Linked DNA regions of Mus musculus: region 2 is linked to region 1. The links are chromatin contacts, called in public HiChIP or PLAC-seq maps. All regions are on one chromosome and are shown on one strand. Each heading gives the region's core, a stretch centred on a gene start, on an enhancer-like site or on the middle of the called end of the contact. The rest is flanking DNA. Distances are from core to core; before and after follow the strand shown.

Evidence for each region. HiChIP or PLAC-seq counts read pairs in DNA pulled down with a chosen protein or histone mark.
Region 2: an H3K27ac HiChIP or PLAC-seq map of differentiating embryonic stem cells shows a contact between it and region 1, with 4 times the contacts expected there. The contact joins two enhancer-like sites. A contact is called at or near these places in 11 of 484 Hi-C or Micro-C datasets (Sertoli cells, brain, brown adipocytes and 4 more), 13 of 115 datasets of contacts at active chromatin or transcription factors (SST interneurons, T-cell acute lymphoblastic leukemia, cardiomyocytes and 10 more) and 1 of 9 other capture datasets (embryonic stem cells).

Annotation. Positions count from the first base shown.
Region 1 is chr9:58,532,215-58,536,984 of GRCm38.p6, reverse strand. It overlaps Cd276 (CD276 antigen), which reads left to right. Exons shown (of 8, transcript NM_133983.4): 4 at 1,233-1,529. It overlaps Gm51678 (a long non-coding RNA gene), which reads right to left. Exons shown (of 2, transcript XR_003948170.1): 2 at 2,970-4,770. Among named protein-coding and RNA genes, the nearest start is that of Gm51678, 8.2 kb to the right of the region's middle. Within about 2 kb of position 2,009, at least 18 of the 459 cell types and tissues checked have an H3K27ac peak or open chromatin away from gene starts, as enhancers often do.
Region 2 is chr9:58,856,896-58,861,665 of GRCm38.p6, reverse strand. Hcn4 (hyperpolarization-activated, cyclic nucleotide-gated K+ 4) reads right to left here. Exons shown (of 8, transcript NM_001081192.3): 5 at 3,803-3,949; 6 at 3,452-3,692; 7 at 2,473-2,637; 8 at 1-2,365. The coding sequence ends at 903. Among named protein-coding and RNA genes, the nearest start is that of Hcn4, 36 kb to the right of the region's middle. Within about 2 kb of position 2,190, at least 10 of the 459 cell types and tissues checked have an H3K27ac peak or open chromatin away from gene starts, as enhancers often do.

The sequences.
Region 1 (4,770 bases), core at 760-3,259:
TTGTGACGGAATCTTAGGTGGCCAAGGAGCAAGGCTTGTTTGATGTGCACAGCATGCTTAGGGTGGTCCAGAATGCTAATGGCACCTTCAGATGCCTGGGACTCAACTTGGTGTTACAGTAGGATCATCACAATCCACAGAAGCCCCACGGGCTTTTAGTTTTTGGTTTTAAGTGGCACCTTAAAGGGGAGTAACTTAAAGGGGAGTAATTTAAAGGGTTATAGCGTTTATCAGTCACACTTGAAGTTAAAGGAAGTTAGTTCCTTATCTCCAGTCTCCCAACAAGTGAGATGCTTGATTGTGATAGGATGGTGGGGGAGGGCTCTCCAGGTAGCGAGGAGCCACTGATCGAAGGCCTTCTTGACTCCCCAGACTCCAAGGCCGTAGAGACCTCCTGGAAGGATGGAGCTGCATCTGGGTCAGCAGGTCACGCACAGGAGAGGGAAAGGAGTTCTGCGGGGAAGGGGTTTGCTCTTGCGGGACTCTCGATGATCCTATCACCCCAAGTCTGGATCCCAGAGATGGCTCTTGTCAGTCAAGAGCAGCCTGCTATGAAAAATCAGATATGAGACTCAATCTGTCTCGAGAGAATGAGAGGGAAGAAGTCCTGGGTTTTGATGGAGGAAGAGGCTGTGGAACGGCTGCAGAGGTCCTATTCCTCCTTAATGCTTGGTCTCTGTGATTCTGACTCAGGAGGCATGGAGGTCCAGGTCTGAAGACCCTGGGGTATCCCTGATGGGCAGTGACACCACCCTATGCTGCTCTCCCCCTCTAACCCCACCCCACCCCCACCCTCGAGCCTGGCTTCAGCCTGGCCCATTTTAATCTCATCTGGCAACTCAGACACCAAATAGTTGGTGTGCAGCTTCCCTGGGGGCTGGGTCCAGGGCAGGCCTATCCCAGCAGCACAGCATTCTTCCCCGCTGGCACAGGGCAGTGTGTTCTTGAGGGTTCCGTGCATGGATGTAGCTGATGAGGGCAGCTTCCCCTGCTTTGTGGGCATCCGGAACTTTCGCAATGCTGCTGCCAGCCTGCAGGTGGCAGCTGAGTCACAGGCGGGAGCATTCCCCACTCCTTGTCCCCTGCATGCAGCCCGTCCCCTGTCCCACTGCTCATACCACCATCAAAGAAAGCCCCAGAGCTGGCTCCTGACCCTCAGCCTCTTGTGTCCTTCCTCCATTGGATTCCCCTGTGCTGACTGTCATCGCTCTCTGCCCTCTGCCACCCTCCAGCCCCCTACTCGAAGCCCAGCATGACCCTGGAGCCCAACAAGGACCTACGTCCAGGGAACATGGTGACCATCACGTGCTCTAGCTACCAGGGCTATCCGGAGGCCGAGGTGTTCTGGAAGGATGGACAGGGAGTGCCCTTGACTGGCAATGTGACCACATCCCAGATGGCCAACGAGCGGGGCTTGTTCGATGTTCACAGCGTGCTGAGGGTGGTGCTGGGTGCTAACGGCACCTACAGCTGCCTGGTACGCAACCCGGTGTTGCAGCAAGATGCTCACGGCTCAGTCACCATCACAGGTAAGGGGAGCCTGTGAGCTGAGGAAGAGCTGAGGGAGCAGCTACCTCTCCTCTAGGCCCTAACTGGAATATCAATGTAAAAGTACTGGTGGTCATATAGATTTCAGATATTCCAAAGCCTCCCCAGTGAGGAGTCTTTAAGGGACTTGTTTTCTTGAGCTGATAAATCTTTTGTCACATTTGCTTTCCATGGTACTTGTGCCTCTTACTTGGACCACAAAGTACTTTCCTGGAATCTAGAGGGTAGGTGGGATTCTGGGGCAGACACAGGCTTGCTCAGAGACCTGCTGAGTGAGGATGTGTTTTCCAATGGGCACGTCTTTGGTGTGGAAAAAAAAAGTCTATTGTCCAACTGTGAAACCCCAGGAGCCTTGAAGGTGCATCTCACTCAACTGGGCCAAGAAGGAAAGCACTTCTCCCTGCAGACTAGAGTGCTACCATTGCACTAGTCAGAGTTGTCTCTACTGCCCTCATGTGGTCAAATGCTAGATTGAGACTCACACTGGAGGAGTCTCTTAAATCTCTGGTTTCCAGGTCAGCACTAGTTCAAGTAGGCACCTTCAGTGCTTGGGGATCTAAAGAGGGTTCAGGCTCACCTTCATGCCAAGGTGGACAGTCACTCTCTGTGTTTGGCCTTGACATGTCTCTGTTCAGTCCTTTAGTAGATCTGTGTGCTGGGTCTAGCTTCCCAGTGCCTCCCTCTGGGCTGTGTGAGCTTTCCCAGGGTCCTCTCTGTCTCTGAGATCAGGGTGTCTGTCACTGGTCCTTATCTTTTCTCATCCCATAACTTCTGCCTGGCACCCTCAGCCCACCCAGCTTTCTACTTCCAAGGGTTGCCAGTGTCTGTGTAGACCTTAGGCTCATTGCGGCTCACCTCTCCTGCTGAGCGTGCTGGACCTTGTGTGGGTTTCTCTCCTGATGAACTCAGCCAGTGGCCAGCATTCATGCTTATCTCCCAGGAGTAAGTCTTATTCCTAACTCTTGCTTTTTTAAGGTGTCACCTAGACCTCCCCAAGACTGAACCTACCTTCGCTGTAGAGAGCCAGTCTATGCAGCCTCTAAGGGAGTCCCTTCCTCAGCTCTCTCATATTCTGAGGTACCACCTTGATCTTACAGAGAACATCGTAGGAAAGCCGTGTTTCACTGGGTTGGAGAGATGCCTTAGTGACTAAAAAGCCTTGATGCTCTATCATTGAAGACCACAGAGTTTACATCCAAGCACACATATATCACGTGGCTTGCAAACATCTATAATTCCAACTCCAAGGGATCAGATGCTCTTTGCTGGCCTCTGTGGATACCCTCACACACATGTGTGAACACACGCACGTGTGCGTGCACACACACACACACACACACACACACGCATGAACATTCTTTTTTAAAAAACAACAACAACAACAACAACAGGTCTGTTTTTTTTTTTGTTGTTGTTGTTGTTTTTGTTTTTATAAGAAAGACCAAGGAGTCTGGAGTGAGATGTAAGATGGACAGATGTGTGGAGGTTATCAGGAAGGACAGAGGACTCATGATCAACCTGTACCAAGTGGGCTGGGATGTCTGTAGTATGCTTGCTGTGAAGCAAGGGTTTGTATGTGGAAAGAACAGTTGCCCTGCTTCAGAGAACATTACCTCAGTAGATAGCATTGACTGAAAGGGATTTCATTTGGGCTGTTGTCGTCAAGCACAATTCAGACGAGATGGAGGCTCAGGGAAAAGGGACTCTCTCCCAAGACCACAGACCAGCACAGTGGCTCCAAAGGATTTGGGGGCCGGGCCCCACTTTGAAAACTGACAAGTGCTAAAGGCAGTGGTTTGCCTGAAGTTTGGCGGGTTCCCAGCTTCTCTAAACTCCATCTGAGGAGCCTTTGGATCCTTTTGCGGCATTCTGCAGCGAGCAGAGGAGCCAGGATCTGAATCTAGCATTGGCCTCTTAGCCCAGTTTCTCTCCTCCCCACCGGCTGGCCTCCTGTTTCCATTAGAGCAGAGCTGGCTTACCTTGGAGCCCTTGGCCTGCATTTGGCTGCGGGCAGCTCTGCCTTGTACAGCATTCTGGGATTTCAGTGCTCAGTCCTCTGCCTGGTCTCCCTCCACCTGAAGGGAGTTAGTGATGTTGAGTGGCCTGTGCCAGGCATCTCTGGAGAGAGAGGGCTTTCTAGAGCAAACACTGGAAATGTAGGTCTGAGCCCCACTAACTGTGTCCTTGGCCAGGAGGATGAAGGCAGTCTCACCCTGCTTTAGGCTCCGTGTCAGGGTGAACCTTACCTTTGAGTATTTCAGTTTTTTATTAGCTTCTATTAATTACATATCAAATAGATTATATTTCATATATATATGAAATATAATATATAATATATACATACATTCTGATCATGCTCACCCCAACACCATTTCATGTCCCCTGTCATTCCATCTGATCCCCTTCCTCTGCCCAACTAGTCTCCTCCGATTTTCATTACTCTAAAACCTTAGAGTGTGTGTGTGCGCGCGTGCGTGCGTGCGCGTGTATGTGTGTGAAGGTCAGAGGACAACTTTCAGGAATTGGTGCTCTCCTTCCACCATTGGTTCTGGGGCTAGAACTCAGGTCACCAGGCATTCAGAGTAGACTCTTTTACCAGTTGGTGTCCTTCTCCCATCTTAATGTCTCTATATATTTTGTGACACTATGGCACAGTGAGGGGTCAGTTATAGGAGCTTGGGCACTTTATCAAGTGACCATGTTTCCTTCCCCCTAGCGACCATTAGTTGCCTGCAGTTCTTCAGGGAGGGTGGAGTCCCTTGGGTATTTCTGCTGCTCTGCCCTGCTCACTGCTGCAGGAGCACCTTAGACATCTTAGACATTTCCATGTGAGGGTTTCACATGGGCTCTAGACTGACCTAGTCACCCACCTCAGCTGTGGCCTCTGCTCCTGCCCTGGCTTCTTCTGCTTCAGACTCCAGAGCAGCAGTGCTCCACCCCCCTGCTCCCACCCCATGTCTGTGCAAAGCATAGCTACTGCCAAGACTTACCACAATTCCTGGATGCAGGCTGCCGGGTCCCGCTGCCTGGGTTCTCCACTGTGGCTGCTGATGCCCTGGCTGCCTGCTGTTTCCAGAGAGCATAAGGAATCAAGCTGTCTTTGTTAGTGCCCCAACCTGCACCGGCAGCGGCTCTGCCCTGGACCCAGTGTGGCACTGGGCTCAGGATGATAGCTATGCTGGAGTCATGTGGGGTATGTGCTCAGAACAGCTGCTGGTCCCA
Region 2 (4,770 bases), core at 941-3,440, 320 kb before region 1:
ACAGAGGTGACAGGTGTGCTTGAAGCCCTGGGAGGTGAAAGGCTCGGCCTGGAGTCTTCCCCTTCCATGGGACTAGAGGTTGGGCTAGAACTGGGTTGCAGCCCAGAGATGGGGAAAGAGGGTCTGCTGCAAGGTTCCAGGGGTCCCCTTCCCTGAGGGCTGGGAGAGAGAACTTCCCCCAGAGCCTGCAGTGCCCAGCCTGCGGGCCACAGCAGATTGCTGGATGTAAGGTGACCTGGGTGTCCTGGCAACATGGGATTAAACTAGACTGCACACGAATGTGCACACATGGAAGCTGATATCTACACGGCTCTACAGAGCACTACATAGCTATACATAGACACATCTTACATACATATACATATTCATATACATATCTTGCTACGTTTACAGTAGAAAAAAAAAAAGCAAGGCCCTCAAGGGCCCTGTGTGTCCCAAGGAACTTGGGCGCAGGAGGCTCCTGGGAACACACTCCAGGGCAGCCCCCAGCAGAGTGGGCTCCAAGTTCACAGCCAAGGAACTGATTGATGGTAGGTAGCTCTTGCTCTACAGAACAATACAATGACAGGTCTATGCTAGGACCCAAACACGGGTCACCCCACCCCTGCCCTGTCCCCAGAGACCCCGCCTGTCTTCCTTTGGCTGTTGCCTTTGGGCCTTGTCTGCTCCCCCCTCCCTCCCTCCCTCCCTCTCTCCCTCTAGTGCTGAGTATTAAAATAGTCTATAAAAGCAAGTGACCAAAAATCTATAGCTCTAAGAATACCTGGTTATTTTCTGCTGTCTTTTTGTTTTTCTGGGGTATGTTTTTTTATGGTTATTATTGTTGTTGGTATATCTCCTAATCACAGTTAAACCTGAAGGAAGAAAGGAGCAAGAAAAAGAAGAGGGAGGGAGGGCCCAGCTCATAAATTAGACGGCAGTTTGGAGCGTACTGGCTCAGACCTAGCGCCAGGTTCCCTCTGGGGTGCAGCAGTAGTCAGAGGGGGCCCTCCAGAAGAGGCGGCTCTTGCCCCAAACAAAGAAAGTGGGGGTGGCAAAGAACCTGAGGATGTCTTCCGAGGCAAAGTGACATGTTGGCCTGGGATGGCACCATATGGCCTTCCAGGAGGCCCAAGGCCCCCACTACTCCCACTGCCACCCCCAGCTCTGGGGTAGAGTGAGAAGGCAGCCACCGACTCCCCTGAGGAGTGAGGCGAGGCCCTGCGGAGAGTCTGTGCCCCATCCTGGGGGAGGGCTGGCTGAGAGGCTGAGATGAGCTTCAGGTCCTGTGTGAGGCGGCCAGGGGTGAGGGGTGGTGTGCCCCTGCGCTGTGGGACCTGGGGAGGTGGAGGGCTGGATGCAGGTGGCAGGAGCAGGGAACCATGGGAGCCAGAGGCCCGGGGTGGGGCACTCGGGAAAGTTCTTGGGGGCCCCGGGCTGTGGCCCGGAGGACTGAGGCCTCCTCGGGGGGTAAAGGCTACAGGAGAAGCCCCTCCAGAGGCCCCTGCCATGAAGGATGGTCGCTCAGGCCGTGGGGGTGTCTCTGGTGTACTTGATGGACCAGCTGCCAGACCTAGGGACAACTCTCCAGGAGGCTGGCCCAGCTGCCCAGGGCTGGATGATGGTGACCTGGAGGAGGGTGGGGGCGGCAAGAAGTGCTCCAGGAGTCCCAGACCTCCTCGGGCCCCAGGCAGTGGGGGTGGTGGCTGGGCAGCCTGTGGAGAGCGAGCGCCTGGTTGCAGTGGGGTGAGCAGCGGGGAGTCAGAGGATGACAGGGAGCCACCCAGCGCCTTGTGAAAGTGGCCGAACCCAGTGGTGGAGGCGGCGGCGGCAGTGGAGGTGGAGGGTGTGGGGGCTGGTGGGGAACCGCAGGCTCCTGGAGGTGGGGAAGAGCTAGAGGAGGGCAGGAGAGGGCTCAATCCAGGAGGTGCAGAGAATCCAGCCAGCTGTTGGATGTGGAAGGAGGATGAAGACGGTGTGTCCACCTGTGAGGGGCTGCTGGCGGGTGAAGCAGAGCCCAGAGCTGAAGGGATCAAGGACTGCAGCCTCCTTGGGTGCCTCGGTGTCTGTCCAGCCCCAAGGTTGCCCAGCCCAGGTCCGGGAGGGGGCCGGAAGATGGCGGCGGGCAGGCGGGGGTGGTGTGTGAGGGCTATGGCCACCGAAGTAGTAGCAGCAGCAGCCTGCAGTGGCGCCTGGATCAGCGGGGTCCATATAACAGGCGTGGGGGTTGGGGTGGCTGAGGCGGCAGCCTGGACGCGGTGAGCACAGTGGGCCATCTCACGGTCATGCCGCACGATCTGCTGGATGATCTCGTTCTCTTGGTAGTTGAAGACGCCTGAGTTGAGGTCGTGCTGCACCTTGTGGAGGAGGATGGAGTTCTTCTTGCCTGAGCCATAGAACAAGAGCCAGACACTCAGGCCACGCCCAGGAAAGGAGACTTGGAGTCTGCATGCTTGCCGCCCTGCCCTCCCGCCTGCACATCCTGCTCCTCACCTATGCGGTCCAGGCGGTCCAGCGCAACCGTCTCGAAGGCCCTCCGCATCATGGGATACTCCTCCAGCACCTCATTGAAGTTGTCCACGCTCAGTGAGTAGAGGCGGCAATAAGTATCCGCTCTGACGCTGGCTGTGCGCCGACCCCGGGTCAGCAAGCAGATCTCTGTGAGCACAGCAGGGCTCAGGGTCAATCCGACAGGAAATTTCCAGGCCTCCCAGAGCTGCGTGATTCTGACCTTAGTCTCCACTGGTAGTTGGTACAATGAACTCACTAGGCTGCCTGATAGGTTGTAGTCATACTGGGTACCAGCAGCACCCCTATCAACTGGGTGTCTAGTTGTTTCTCTCTCTGGGGCCAACCCCTGGTCTCAAGGTGATCTGGAACTTAGAGGTGGGGCTTTGGGAGGTGATTCATACCTTTATAGAAGAGGCTAGAGAAGGGGCAAGTCAGATGGCTCAGCAGTATGGCACTTCCGGGCCAAGTCTGATAACGTGAGTTGGATACCCAGGACCCACATGGTAGGAGAGACTTGACTGCCCAAGTTGTGCCCTAACCTCTACACGGGCATGGTGGTATGTGGGAATAGGTAGGTATGGTTGGGTATATGCAGGCTCAGGCATACACGCAAATATAATAGAAGAAGCTAAGGAAACAACACAAGTGCTCTTCCTGCCATCTGAGACAACAAAACCACAACAGTCTACCACTAAGAGAACCCTCAATGGAACCTACCACACTTGCACCCTGGCCTGTGACTCCCAGCCTCCAGAGCTAAGAATCCAGTTTCTATGGTTTATAAGCCACCAGTCTTAAGTACTCTACTAAAGCAGACTGCACAGACAGACACCCCTATACTGGCCTCACAGATGCCCAGGCTGTGGCTATAAAGGGTCCCTCCAAGCTTCTGATCTTAGGGTATCCCTCTAGCTTAGCTCCCAGTCACCCATGTTCTCCTGGGGCCCCCTGGCTGTCTCACCTCCAAAATAGGAGCCATCAGCCAGCTTGGTCTCTTTGTTGCCCTTAGTGAGCACGCTGACCACGCCGTGCTGGATAAAGTACATCTTCTTGCCGATGGTGCCTTCGCGGATGATGTAATCCCCAGGCTGGAAGACCTCGAAACGCAACTTGGTCAGCATGGATGTCACAAAGTTGGGATCTGCGTTGGCAAACAGTGGCATGGATGCCACCAGCTTTCGGCAGTTAAAGTTGATGATCTCCTGCTCCACGTACAGCAAAGGTTGGGACACAAAGAAAGAAGAAGGTCAGGGAACTGTGTGCCAGCGAGGCCTGGCACCGCCACCACCCACCCAGGCTGTCTGCAGCTCACCTCTCGAAGTGGCTCACTCAGCTCACCCAGGATGCTTTCCTCATCAAACATCTTGCCTTGGTAGCGGTGTTCATAGTAGTCATGGATGCGCTGTCGGGTGTCAGGCGGGAGCTTGTGGAAGGACATGTACTGCTCCACCTGTTTATACTGAGACGGGGGAGAGAGACAGGAGTCACCTCCAGGCACCCCAGGCTGGTAGCCAGAGGCACACTCCAACCCTGGGGCTTTCTTAGCTAACTTGGGCTCAATGTAATGTAAGCACACGGTACCCAAAATAATGGCCCTGACTCCCAGCTCTGCGGGGTGATGGAGGTAGGGAGAAAAGGAAGGAGGCTTCCATCCATGGTTGGTCCTCACCATGCCCAAAACTATAAAGATGAGTGGGAACAGGGCTGACTATAGCCACAATGACTAGGAGGGTGGGGTTAACTAGTTTCCTCTAAGCATATTGGAGTCACCAACTCCTGCCAGGAGAAATAGGCCCAGTAACAGACAGAGCTGCAATGGGGCACAATACAGGAAGTGCAAGTGAGAACACCTGACTCTTTGCAAGCTGTGTCTGTAGATAGATATGGCCTCAGCTGAGACCTTGAGATTTGGTGGTGGTGGTGGTAGTGGTGATGGTGGTGGTGGTGGTGGTTTTGTTTTTGTTTTTTTGACACAGGGTTTCTCTGTGTAGAGTCCTGGATGTTCTGCCTGAAACTCACTTTGTAAACCAGGCTTGCCTCCAGCTCATGAAGATCTGCCTGCCTCTGCCTCTCTGCCTCTCTGCCTCTCTGCCTCTCTGCCTCTCTGCCTCTCTGCCTCTCTGCCTCTCTGCCTCTCTGCCTCTCTGCCTCTGCCTCTGCAGGGACTCAAAGCATATACCACTTCTCCCGGCTGAGTTTTGTTTGCTTGTTTGTTTGTTTGTTTAACAGCAGCCCAGTAGACAGGCCTGGCAGGACAGTAGCCTCCTGGCCAGCCATTGT